Regions from separate parts of the Mus musculus genome. Here all the other regions are linked to region 3. The links are chromatin contacts, called in public HiChIP or PLAC-seq and promoter capture Hi-C maps. All regions are on one chromosome and are shown on one strand. Each heading gives the region's core, a stretch centred on a gene start, on an enhancer-like site or on the middle of the called end of the contact. The rest is flanking DNA. Distances are from core to core; before and after follow the strand shown. Region 1 has its middle 24 kb from the start of Nxf7. Region 2 holds the start of Nxf7 (nuclear RNA export factor 7). Region 3 holds the start of Armcx5 (armadillo repeat containing, X-linked 5).

Region 1 (3,828 bases), core at 474-2,973, 170 kb before region 3:
AGACTCAGACCCTGCAAGTATAAATACTTAGATTCCCTGAAGATGAACTGAAGCTCTCCTTCCCAATGCATCATCAGAAGGAAACGGCTGTGAGCTCAACTCTGAGCCATCTCTCCTTCCAGGCCTTGAGAAGGGGCTCACTGGATCCTGAGAGCTACACCCCCAATGCCACCTGAGAAGAGGCTTCCCGAGGGAAACATGTCCTTCTTCCATACTGTCCTGAGATCCTTGATGCCGATGTCCCCACACTGTTCCTTTAACTGCCTGTTTATAGTAGGACAACGGCCTCCAGCTGGGAACCCAGAGGACCTCAAGGTCACAGCACTGGCCTAGGCCACTGACCCCACCTTACACAAGCCCCGCCCACTGCATCGACCTCTTCTTCTACAGTGCTCCCTCCACACTTCAGCATCTCCTCCCACTCCCTTACTTGCCCCTCCAATAAGCCACCACCTGTCCCCACTACAAGGATTCCTCCTGGCTCCCTTTAAATAATCCTCTCAAATGAATTCCCTCCTGTTAGCCCAGATAGCTTTAGTTGAGGGTAGTGCCATTTATTAAAGTTCTTCTCTCCCCAGGAACCCAATTGCCCTCCACAAATTGTATACAATTACCGCACCCCAGGCTTTGTTCTCATGTGAGCTTACCTGACTCAGTATAGTTTATGTACAGCACGTATCCAGAGCAGCACACGCTCCAACTTCTGCAGAAGGGTTTCTGGTACATTCTTTGTTTCTCCAACCCAGATGTAAAGTGTCTTTAAGACACTATTGTAGCTGGGCAATGGTGGCGCACGCCTTTAATCACAGCAATTGAGAGGCAGAGGCAGGCAGATTTCTGAGTTTGAGGCCAGCCTGGTCTACAGAGTTAGTTCCAGGACAGACAGGGCTGTACAGAGAAACCCTGTCTCGAAAAAAAGAAAACAAAACAAAACAAAAAACCAAAAAAGACTCTATAGAAAAGTCATGATCAAGTTGAAGGTGTCTGTTGATTTGTACTGTTAGTTGTGGGTGAGTTTAGAAGGTAGAATGGTGTTTTAATTGTTCAGAGTTATGTGTTTATCTCCTCTAATAGTTATCCTCTGTTAAAGAGTTTTCTAGAATGCCTCTGTTTGGGATTGAAGCCCTATAGAAGGCCATAGGAGATCCCTAGATGCATCCTACCTGGGGTGGTCTGCTGTGATCTCCTTACCCACTCAAGAGGAAGCCCCATATTAGAGGGTCTCTGGCAGCAACAGCTGCCCCTCCATCAGAATGCAGGTAAGGGGTAGCTGCCCCCCTCTTCCCCAACTGCTCCCCAGGAACTTGAGATGATTCTCCAAGGAAAGGGAGGCAGTGCTTGCTCAGGCTCTGTCCAGGAAGGGGGGGTGAGGGTCTTCAATCAGTGCTGTGAGTCGCCCATGCCTTTGAAATATGAGTTTCCTTGATAAGCATCAAGCAGTTTCATGGCTTTGTCCAGGCAGCCTGAGGCAAGCTTGCAGATGGACTCCAAGGAGGAATTGTTTGTTGAGTGTGGGCCTGCAGATCCTCAGTGACAGTCATTGTTGGGCTATCTGCAGGGCTTAGGGGGTTCTGGGTCATGGAGACTAAAAGGCTTTGCTGCTAATGTTCTCCAGAATTGCCATGAGTGTGATAAGTAAAACCACTTTCCCTGGCTGTGGGCAAGCTCTAGGGAGGTGGCTTGGCTGTGTGTGGAGTGAGTAACCTGACCAGTTGCAGTTCTTGCCCAGCCCCTTTGCAGACCACGCCTCCTGTGGCAGTCTTGCTCTGTACATTTGCAGACCCCACCTCCTGTGGCAGTCTTGCTCTGTACATTTGCAGACCCCACCTCCTGTGGCAGTCTTGCTCTGTACATTTGCAGACCCCACCTCCTGTGTCAGTCTTGCCCTGCCCCTTTGCAGACCACGCCTCCTGTGGCAGTCTTGCCCAGCCCCTTTGCAGACCACGCCTCCTGAGGCAGTCTTGCCCAGCCCCTTTGCAGACCACGCCTCCTGTGGCAGTCTTGCCCAGCCCCTTTGCAGACCACGCCTCCTGTGGCAGTCTTGCCCAGCCCCTTTGCAGACCACGCCTCCTGTGGCAGGAGTGCTTTCCAGAGAAACTGAAGCTTCTTGTCTCTCTTTTCTCCACAGCCCCTTTTATACCCCCTCCTCCTTACAGGTCGCTTTCCCACATTCATGCAGTCACGTCTGTTTTATTTCATGACAAAACCTCTGTTTTTGACCAGATCTCTCTGTGTGGTCAGAGGTTTGGCACTGTCCATTAATACCCGAGTGTGCATTTTCTGGTACACAGCCCAAGCAACAAGTGTCCAGTCCTGGAATCTTTCAGTTGGCCAAAGTTCACCCACGAGGGGCAGAGCCCCCTAGAGCAGTTCCTCATTCTCTGCTCTGCTGCTGGCAGGCCCTGCTTTGTACCTAACCAGTGAAGGCAACCGCCACAGCTGCTGTGAGTGAGAGCATGCTCAAAATGGCTGTGTGATAGCCTGAAGATAACATTTCACATCCCTCGCATTCTTTCCACTCCTTCTGCAGTGCTCTGTAAGCCTTAGGCTAGGGCTGATCTGTGAACAGCTTCACAGAAGGAAAAACAGGCCTGCTACTTTAAACACAGTCTAAAACCCAGGGGAAAACACCCATATGCAGAAGAGTTTTAAACTTTCAAATATTTTTGAGAAAATAACATGGAGTACGGTGGATGGTACCCACCGGCAGCTGAAGGGTCTGATACACAATCTCATTGCCTCCTTCTCAGAAGACTGGCTTATCTGCCCAGTCCTGACGCTGTTCTGTGTTGGTTCTGCCTTTCCTTTTGACCAGGCGATGCATTAGCTCAAGAAACCATCAAATCACCCTGGTAGCACGGGAGATTTTCAATCCTGGGAAACTACTACTCAGTAAGGGTGAATTTACATCCAAAGGGTAACCAGCAACAGAACAGTGGTATTGGTGTGAGTGTATTAAAATGTACCCATGGAATCTTATCAACTAGCAGAGCCCAAGTAGACTTCAGAGCATAGTGCCATGAAGGAACCACTGTGTGTAGAGTCTGAGGTGCATTGAGGAACCCTTCAGTATGACAGAGCTAACCATTGTGTCTGGGATCTCAGCTTCTAGCCCAATACATGGTTACAGAAGGGAAAAACAGATCCAGTTTTAGAAGGGATGAATCAATTCTATCACCACTGTTGGATCTGCTGAGTCCGTACATTCCATACTGAGCGGGAATTTTCAGGGTAATTGTGCTGTTGTGTGTGAGGGCCTGGTTCAGCTGTGAGAGCTTCATGGAGATGGCAGGGGAAGAAGATTGCTTGATGTTTTGGGCAGTGCTGATTGTTACCTTGATAGACTCTAGAATCACTTGGGAGATGGGCTCATAAACATGCCTTGTGGTACTATCTTGATTACTTTAATTTGTGTGAGAAGAATCATCTTAATTGTAAGTACCACTTTGTGCCTCCAGATCTTAGCCTTTTGTTCCTGTACTGACTTCCCTGGATTATGAAGCAGACGTTATAAGATGAAAATAGCCATTATTCCCCACTTTGCTTTTGGTCACAGTGTTGTGTCACCACAATAAAAATCCAAACTAAGACATCAAATTTGCCACGCGTTTGTTGGCTTCATTTGTTCTCTGTAACAATGGTTCAAGACTCCATAACCCCTCACCCTCCCCCCCCCCATATTCCTTGTGTGAAAAACAGTGCCACATGTGACTCTGTCACATTTCACTGCTACCTCAGAACAGAGTCTTATCCCCTTGGATCTCAACTGCTTCCAGTGTAGCAAACTGGTTGATCATATATTCATTCATCAACAGAAGGCAGAGAGGG
Region 2 (3,849 bases), core at 1,150-3,649, 140 kb before region 3:
AGAAAGCCCTCTCCTAGGACTCCCTGTACTGTGCAGCAGCTACATGTTACACTTTAAAGCCACCACCCTACCCCACCCCACCCCACCCCACCAGACCCCTGACGCGTGCCCTGAGAAAAATCCCAGAGAACAGCTGGTGGGCCTCCTACCAGAAAAGTGGTCTAGGACAGTCAGCCTACAGTACCTTAGTGCTTCCTGGAAAAGTAGGGAGTCTAATCCAGAGTCTGATCAAGCTTTGTCCTTAGGGAGAACAACAACCCTGAACGCCTTCCGTGGGTGGAAACTCTGTGAGCTCACAGCAAACACAGAAATGGCCTAGCTTGATTCTTGATGTTGAGAGAAAGAGAGCAGTCATGTGACTGTCTGAACCGAGTGAGCAGGCTTTGTGAGGGGTTCAGGCATCCCTAGCTTGCTTCTGAGGTATTAGGGGAGGCGTTGCGCATGCACCCACATGCATCTTAGCATGTGACAGCAAGAACAGCAGTAACTGAGTAACTGAGGTAGTCCCGTGATGGCAAGACTTTTGCCTCAAGAAGGACTGAAGTACAAAATCCAGGAACGCCTAATCTTCTAACAAAGGCTACTGATAACGTTGGGGAGTTGGGGAAGAGTGTTTGTGCCTTGCAAAGGCAGAGGCAGGGGCAAGGTTGGGCAACAAACCCCGATTCCATCAAAAGCATTGCGAATTAAACAACAACATCAACAAAAACCTAAGACGGACAATGGTGGCAGATGCCTTTAGCCCTAGCACTAAGAAGGCAGAAGCAGGCCGATCTCTGTGAGTTCCAAGCCAGCCTAGTCAACAAAGCTAGTTCCAAGACAGCCAAGGCTACACAAAGTTACCATGTCTCAAAAAATAATAAAATAAAATGAAATAAAATAAAAAGCAAACACATAATAAGATTAAGTATTAAAAATAGAACTTAAAAAGTTTAAGATATGCATGTTACCAACAGAGACCATAGGTCTAGGTCAGCCACATAATTTTATTTTCTCCATGATGACAACATCCCTATGTTGTACAGCCATAGGATTCCATACTATCCTGATATCTGGGAGGGGCTCTATCAGCTCCTTCACAGTTTTGCCCATCAAACCTAGGAAAATAGCACTTAAGAAATTATAGCCACGGACCTAGGTCTAAGTCAACATTTCGTTAGATGTTGTACACCTTCAGGAGTCAGAGAATGTCAATAGATATCCTGCTCCATTACTCTGTAATTTATTCTCCATTTAGAGTCACTCACTGAAACTAAAGCCTAGATGAAATCCAGAAAAAAAAAACAAAAAAACAAAAAACAAAAAACAAAAAACAAACAAACAAAAAAAAACAAGACATCCTTCCGTATCTGACCTCTGGCCGGAGCAGAGCTGGAATTTCAAGCCTGTGTACAGCCACGCCTGGCTTTTGTCATGGCTTCTAGTGATTCAAGCTCAGGTCCCCATCTTTTACCCACTGAGCCACATTCCCTGTTCTGGGACCTATTCCTGAAGAAGAGAGGAAGCAGTAACAGAGACCATCACACAGAAGCAGGATGCAGTCAGAGAGCTCTGCATTAGGTCGACAGCCTTCTGAAGGCTTCGGGTCACAGCAGCAGTTTGTCTGTTCCCACAAAACTCAGGGTTTTCTGTAGGCCACTGAAGTAAATTCTTAAGCTGAGATTAGGTGAGCAGATCGTAAAACTTAACCCCTAACTGAGAATGCAGACCGTTCCCAAGATGATGCAAGGACAGTGCCAGAAGGCATTCGATGACGTCTGTTCAGGCAGACAGACGGCAGACGCCTAGGTAAGAGATAGCAACCAGGAAGTATGGATTGCTCGAAAAGCCGAAGCCCGGAGAGCTTTGGGGTGGAAGGCTTTTCCGTCAGGCAGCCCTAGTTACATAAACACGATCTACTGCCTACACGGTAGCAGCCTTGTGTGGGCTGTGCAGGGTTGAAGTGATGGGGAGACCCGATGCTTTCGCAGGATGAGTCTGAGTCAGTTCCATTGCTCCCTTTAGTGGAGCACAGGCTGGTGAGTCACATATCTTTTTACAGAGATGGCAGAGATGCTGAGGGGCAGAAAAATCCCCCTGCTACGGCCAAGCTCTTTCCCATTTGCCTGTCTACCTACATTCCATGTGGTTTCCATGGCCGTCTAAATGCCAGGCAGTCCAAGGCAGTGATTTTTTTTCCTAAGTCCCAAGTGGACTGGCATAGGAGCCCACAGGTAACTGTCTGTATTAGTCAGGGTTCTCTAGAGTCACAGAACTTATAGGTAGTCTCTATATAGTAAGGGAATTTGTTGATAACTTACAGTCTGTAGTCCAACTCCTCAACAGTGGTCAGCAGCAGCTGTGAATGGAAGTCCAAGGATCTAGCAGTTGCTCAGTCTCACAAGGCAAGCAGGAGAAGAAGAGGGCGTCTTCCTCCTTTCTACTTCCTTATGTAGGTCTCTAGCAGTAGGTGTGGCCTGGATAAAAGGGGTGTGCCACCAAGCCTGGATCTGGGTCTTGCTTTTGTTCCAGATGAACTCAGAGATCCCCTTGCCTTAGTTGCCTGGGATTCACAGCCACTATGCCTCAGGATCTCTACGCCAAGATCCAGATAAGAAAGCCTCAAGGTATGGACTACAGGTCAGCCTTCCATCTGGATTGCAGTTCATTTCATATATAGTCAAGTTTACAACTGGGAATAGCCACTACACTGTCACTCAAATGCCTTTAGCTCATGCTTATGTCGATCCTGTGAATATCTGCTTCACTGTGAGACACCAAAGTCTGACACAAACAATCCAAAAGAAAAGTTGCCCTACTGGTTAGGCTACTGGGGACAGAGGATCTTTATCTACTCTAGGTCCATCCCAACAGAATCATCACCTGTCTTCATACCTTAGGGGCTTTGCCAGAAAGGTCCTGCTTTCTGTCCCTGCTCCCAACTCCACAGCCACAATATACTTTCTTCCCATTCCTTTACAAAACAGTAATGACAACCATTTGTATTGAGGTGACCCCTAATTCTAAGAGGTGGGGGGGCTTGAGGCATCCCACATGAGCAAAGGAGCCCTGGGAGGGTTGATGGTCCTTGGAGCAATCCCATCCCCCCAGGTTGCACTTTAACCTAATTTTCCTACACTCTGCATTCTCACAGGGGCAGTAAGTCAGCTTCTCTGAGCCAGAAGGGCTCCCCACTGGGTCTTGCAGATAAGAGCAGTCTCTAAGTCCCCTCTTCCTGTCCTAGCCTGTCCCTCCAATCTGAGCTCCTGCCTGCCCATTTAGCCCCCTCCCCTCCCCTCCCCAGTGCACTACCTGAGTTCTCTCCAGAGAAACTGTTCAATCCAAAGGACAGCTTGTATACTTTCCATCTTTGAAGTCCACCAAGATTATATCACACACACACTTCAAGGGGCAGTGATACAGCATAAAGGAGGCTCCCCAGGGCATGACCATGGTGAACTCAGGCTTTTTCAGCTGACTAGAAAGTTTTTTTCATGTCCTGTCCAGCTGGATTTTTCCAGCTTGGATCATGTAGGAACAAAATGGGATACGTGGCTGACTATGCCCCCTTCCCACTGCTACCTTGATCACAGGCTCTGCCTGGATGAGGACCGAAGGACAAGCACTGGAGCAGAGGTAGTGAGGGCAGAAGCCATATTCTGCTGCTGCTTGACACTGTCAGGCAGGGTGATTTCCTAAGTACAGTTCTGCAATAGAAGCCTCCCTAGCAGAGACAAGAAGCTGAGGAAGGGGAAGAAAGATGGCTATTGTATCACTCTCCCAGAAAAACGACTGTGATTTTCAAGAGAATAGCTGGGACTGCTCTCTGAAGATCACCACAGCCTAGCTTGGTGAGTGCTGATGTTCTCT
Region 3 (3,944 bases), core at 983-3,482:
GACCAAGGGCCTCTCCTCCCATTGATGGCCGGCTAGGCCATCCTCTGCTACATATCCAACTAGAGACACAAGCTCTGGGGGGTACTGGTTAGTTCATATTGTTGTTCCACCTATAGGGTTGCAGACCCCTTTAGCTCCTTGGGTACTTTTTCTAGCTCATTCATTGGGGTCCCTGTGTTCCATCCAATAGCTGACTCTGAGCATCCACTTCTGTATTTGCTAGGCCCCATCATAGTCTCACAAGAGACAGCTATATCAGGGTCCTTTCAGCAAAATCTTTCTGGCATATGCAATAGTGTCTGGGTTTGGTGGTTGTTTATGGGATGGATCCCTGGGTGGGGCAGTCTCTGGATGGTCTTTCCTTCCGTCTCAGCTTTGGAACTTGTCTCTGTAACTCCTTCCATGGGTATTTTGTTCCCTATTCTAAGGAGGAATAAAGTATCCACATGTTGGTCTTCTTTCTTCTTGATTTTCTTGTGTTTTGCAAATTGTATCTTGGATAGTCTAAGTTTCTGGGCTAATATCCACTTATCAATGAGTGCATATCATGTGTGTTCTTTTGTGATTAGGTTACCTTACTCAGGATGATGCCCTCCAGTCCATCCATTTGCCTAAGTTAATACCAGCCTTATTTATAATAGCCAGAAGCTGGAAAGAACCCAGATGTCCCTCTTTCTTTCTTTCTTTCTTTCTTTCTTTCTTTCTTCCTTCCTTCCTTCCTTCCTTTCTTTCTTCCTTCCTTTTTCTCTTTTCTTTCCTTCTCTCCTCTTCTCTTCTCTTCTCTTCTCTCTCCCTCTCTCTATCTCTCTCTCTTTAACTGTTTTTAGGGCCCTGGGCTGGCCCATCTGGAGGGACCACTACCACCTATTTTTTACAATTATGTTTTATTGAGCCTCCCACCAAAACTATTTTCATCTTGTGTCCTGGGTCATGAAGATGGTCTGTCTGGACTGACCATCACCACCTAGTATTGTTCCTTATAGGCTGGTTATTCCTTCCAAAAGTTAACCTCCTGCCTCATGACATTATCAGGTTTTCTGATAATGTAGACTGGGACTGAGGGGAAACCATGCACTTTTATTAAGGCAATTTCAAAATTACAAACATCCCTGAAACAGGAAAAATGTCTCTCATCATAATCTACTAATGTCATAGCTCAGCTTAGAGTTGAGGCATACAGGACTGATGGGCTGGGACATTTCTAAGTGGTATACATGTTAGAAACACTTTCTGATTCTAAGGCTTATTTTAATTAAATTTATGTTCAAATAGATAATACAAACATGAGGCCCAGCATTCAAGATGCAAGGACTTATATAGTCAGAGATTTAGGGGGCAAGAAACGTGAGGGAACAAGCCCGGAGAAATCCACAGAGCAGGGACTGGTGTTGGTCCACGGGTACAAAGATACTTTGGTATTATGTCTTGTCAGTAAGAAGATTCTTGTTTTCCCAGTGCCTAGATTAAATCCAAGCCACTGCACCTTATGGTAGTGAGGTCATCCTGGAGTAGAACTCGTCTGCACAGTTCTTTTTCTCCCTGTTTTTCCTCTATCCTTACTTCATGTTATCTAAAACTATTTCAAAACAAGAAACATGCCGGACAATAAGAGCAAAAGATTTCAAGGGGTGGCAACAGGAAACATAAAAAGGGAGATTGAAAAACAAAACAAAACAAAACAAAAACGGTCTGGCAGCAGAGCAGTTTTCCATAGGTTCTGCCGCTGCAGCAAGAATTTTATGCAAACAAGCCCTTACAGGTGCATCACTGGCGGATTTTGCTTGTAGAAGGAACAGTTTAGAATTTGTTGGAATAAATGAGAATTTTTATTTGTAATTTCAGCGTTGAGAACCGCCCCACCCCCAGCATCGTTTCTACCTTGAGCCCCTCCCCTACCTAACCAGCTCACTTCAGTGGGCGGTGGGTTTAGTGAGGAACGTGTAAAAACACTAGAATTCTTTGCTATCCTTCCGCCCGGTAAGGCGGCCGCTTTTTCTTCTGACGCCACAGCGTGAAAACCGCATGCATTTCGAAATGGAAAGACATGTCTAAGAAGGAAGCTAAAACCGACATTTGGTAATCGCCTGCTTGCGGGTGCTTGGCGCGGTTTTCCCTAGTTCGGGATCAGAACCTAAGTGTCGCAGTGTGCGCCACAGTAGTATCACTCCGCTTCCCTAAGCCGGAACTCCTTAAATAACTCTAGCTCCTCCCTCTGCGGGCCTCCGTAATGACGTAGCCGCGCCTAGTGCGTCCCGGCGGATGTAGGTAGCTATGTAGTCGCTTCGTGAGGGACCGGAGAGAGGAGTGGGTACCGAAAGGTGACAGTAATTTGCTAGTCATGGCCCTTCATCTTGTCCTACATCCCAAGCTCCCGGCAAGCCCCTAAATTACAGTCGCCGCCATTGCCTCTGCTCCCTGCGGCGGACTGCCGACGGCGTTTGCCTGCCTCCTTTCTGTGTGGGAAGGCGCCGCCGGAGAGAACGCACCTAAGAAAACTGCCTTGGATTCAAGCAGAACAGGTCAGTAAGAAGGAGGGCATTGCTTGGGGTTGTGGTTGCGGGTTCCATGATTGGTGCGGGATTGGTGACCTGATTTTAGGGGGCGAGTGTTGGGAAGACAGACTAGGGAGGATGAGAAAAAGCTATCTACGTTTCCAGAAACTCGCTTCATCACGTTTGGGAAGGGAGATGGATGCAATGGCATCATCTACTGGGGAGATGGCGTACTTGTCAGAGAAAGGACTACCACCACTGATGAACGCAGTTGTCTGAGGAGCCTTGAGAATCAGGAAGGAGATACACAAAGGGGTTATAGATGTGGGAACATTAAATCTTGTGTTGGGTGTATTCGAAGATTGCACATTCTTATCTGACCATTAATTAACCATATCTTACTCAGTGCGATTTCATTTGATTTGGGGCTATCACACATTCATTTGTGTGGATAGATTTTGTGCCAAGTTTGCATTTCTCCACGTTTCAGGGCGGCAGATCAAAAGGGGAGGGGAGAAGATAAACAAAACTGACCTGATTTCTGTACTGTGGGAGAAAGCTGCAAGACTAGGTAGGGTTCTAGAATAATTTCTACATCTCCTCTTTTCCAGCCTTCCAGAAATGCCCTCCGCGTTACCCCAACTATGTTGCAGAATGTGATAGGTTTGTGTGGGTGGGTGGGGGATAATCATAAGAATGTGTAAGAAAATTGAAAATGATACTTTTCATTATTTCCCCAGCTTCCTGTTATTGTCAGGCGTTTCATCCCTACTGCTACCAGTACGACCAACTGTGCAGAGATGATTTAGTTGTCCCTTCATGGAAATGATCAGGCTTTAAGAATATAGCAGAGGAACGTGGAGATTTGGGGGTGTCATGGGGGGATGACAAAAAGAAAGGGAATCAGAGAATTCTTTACCAAACAAGTATCTGTATCCAGCAAGCATTTATTCCGTAATTACTGTTTCCTAAATTATACTCAGTAGTGCTGTTCTCATGTTTGTGGATTTCCATTGATAGACACATCCGGAGGGTTGTATAACTTGGCTGTTGTGAATGTTTGTAAAATAACTGAATGTGAAGCTAGGAGATAATGAGAAGGCAATTGTCCAGATTCGAGGATTAGTGTGAAGACAGACAAGGATCACTGAGACTAGAATGTCACACCCTTCTGTTTTGTCAGTTTCTCGATGACCTCTAGCTGGTCTGTGGATTCACTTAGGAGTCTTGGTCTAACTCTAGAGATAGATGCAGGATGGGAACATCTTCCTTTAATCCCCTCTTTCCTGTCCTGCTCTAACACTTCATTATCAACCGATTTTTCAACTAAGGGATTACCGAAACAGTCACTCAAGAAGACAATGGAGGGCCCCAAGGGAGGAGGAGGAAGAGGAGGAGGAACAGCTTTGAAGCTGGTTAATGGAAGGAGAGGAAGACCAGGAAGGGAAAAGC

Evidence for each region. Promoter capture Hi-C pulls out the DNA fragments that hold promoters and counts their contacts. HiChIP or PLAC-seq counts read pairs in DNA pulled down with a chosen protein or histone mark.
Region 1: a promoter capture Hi-C map of hematopoietic stem and progenitor cells shows a contact between it and region 3, with 3 times the contacts expected there. The contact joins the enhancer-like site here to the promoter of Armcx5 in region 3. A contact is called at or near these places in 15 of 39 promoter capture datasets (the 3T3-L1 cell line, 3T3-L1-derived adipocytes, the HPC-7 cell line and 9 more), 31 of 484 Hi-C or Micro-C datasets (the 63-12 cell line, the AtT-20 cell line, B cells and 22 more), 3 of 115 datasets of contacts at active chromatin or transcription factors (extraembryonic endoderm stem cells, forebrain and trophoblast stem cells) and 3 of 9 other capture datasets (adipose tissue, liver and pancreatic islet).
Region 2: an H3K4me3 HiChIP or PLAC-seq map of stem cell-derived neural progenitor cells shows a contact between it and region 3, with 2.5 times the contacts expected there. The contact joins the promoter of Nxf7 here to the promoter of Armcx5 in region 3. A contact is called at or near these places in 20 of 39 promoter capture datasets (the 3T3-L1 cell line, 3T3-L1-derived adipocytes, the HPC-7 cell line and 13 more), 1 of 484 Hi-C or Micro-C datasets (the HL-1 cell line), 2 of 115 datasets of contacts at active chromatin or transcription factors (extraembryonic endoderm stem cells and stem cell-derived neural progenitor cells) and 3 of 9 other capture datasets (adipose tissue, liver and pancreatic islet).

What each region holds. Positions count from the first base shown.
Region 1 is chrX:135,572,693-135,576,520 of GRCm38.p6, forward strand. No RefSeq gene overlaps it. Among named protein-coding and RNA genes, the nearest start is that of Nxf7, 24 kb to the right of the region's middle. Within about 2 kb of position 1,724, at least 39 of the 459 cell types and tissues checked have an H3K27ac peak or open chromatin away from gene starts, as enhancers often do. A contact at or near this core is called in extraembryonic endoderm stem cells, pre-megakaryocyte-erythroid progenitors and trophoblast stem cells, where this site is marked.
Region 2 is chrX:135,596,378-135,600,226 of GRCm38.p6, forward strand. It overlaps Nxf7 (nuclear RNA export factor 7), which reads right to left and starts at 2,400. Exons shown (of 23, transcript NM_130888.2): 1 at 2,301-2,400.
Region 3 is chrX:135,740,460-135,744,403 of GRCm38.p6, forward strand. Armcx5 (armadillo repeat containing, X-linked 5) reads left to right here and starts at 2,233. Exons shown (of 4, transcript NM_001009575.5): 1 at 2,233-2,519; 2 at 3,104-3,155. Gprasp1 (G protein-coupled receptor associated sorting protein 1) reads left to right here and starts at 2,233. Exons shown (of 11, transcript NM_026081.5): 1 at 2,233-2,519.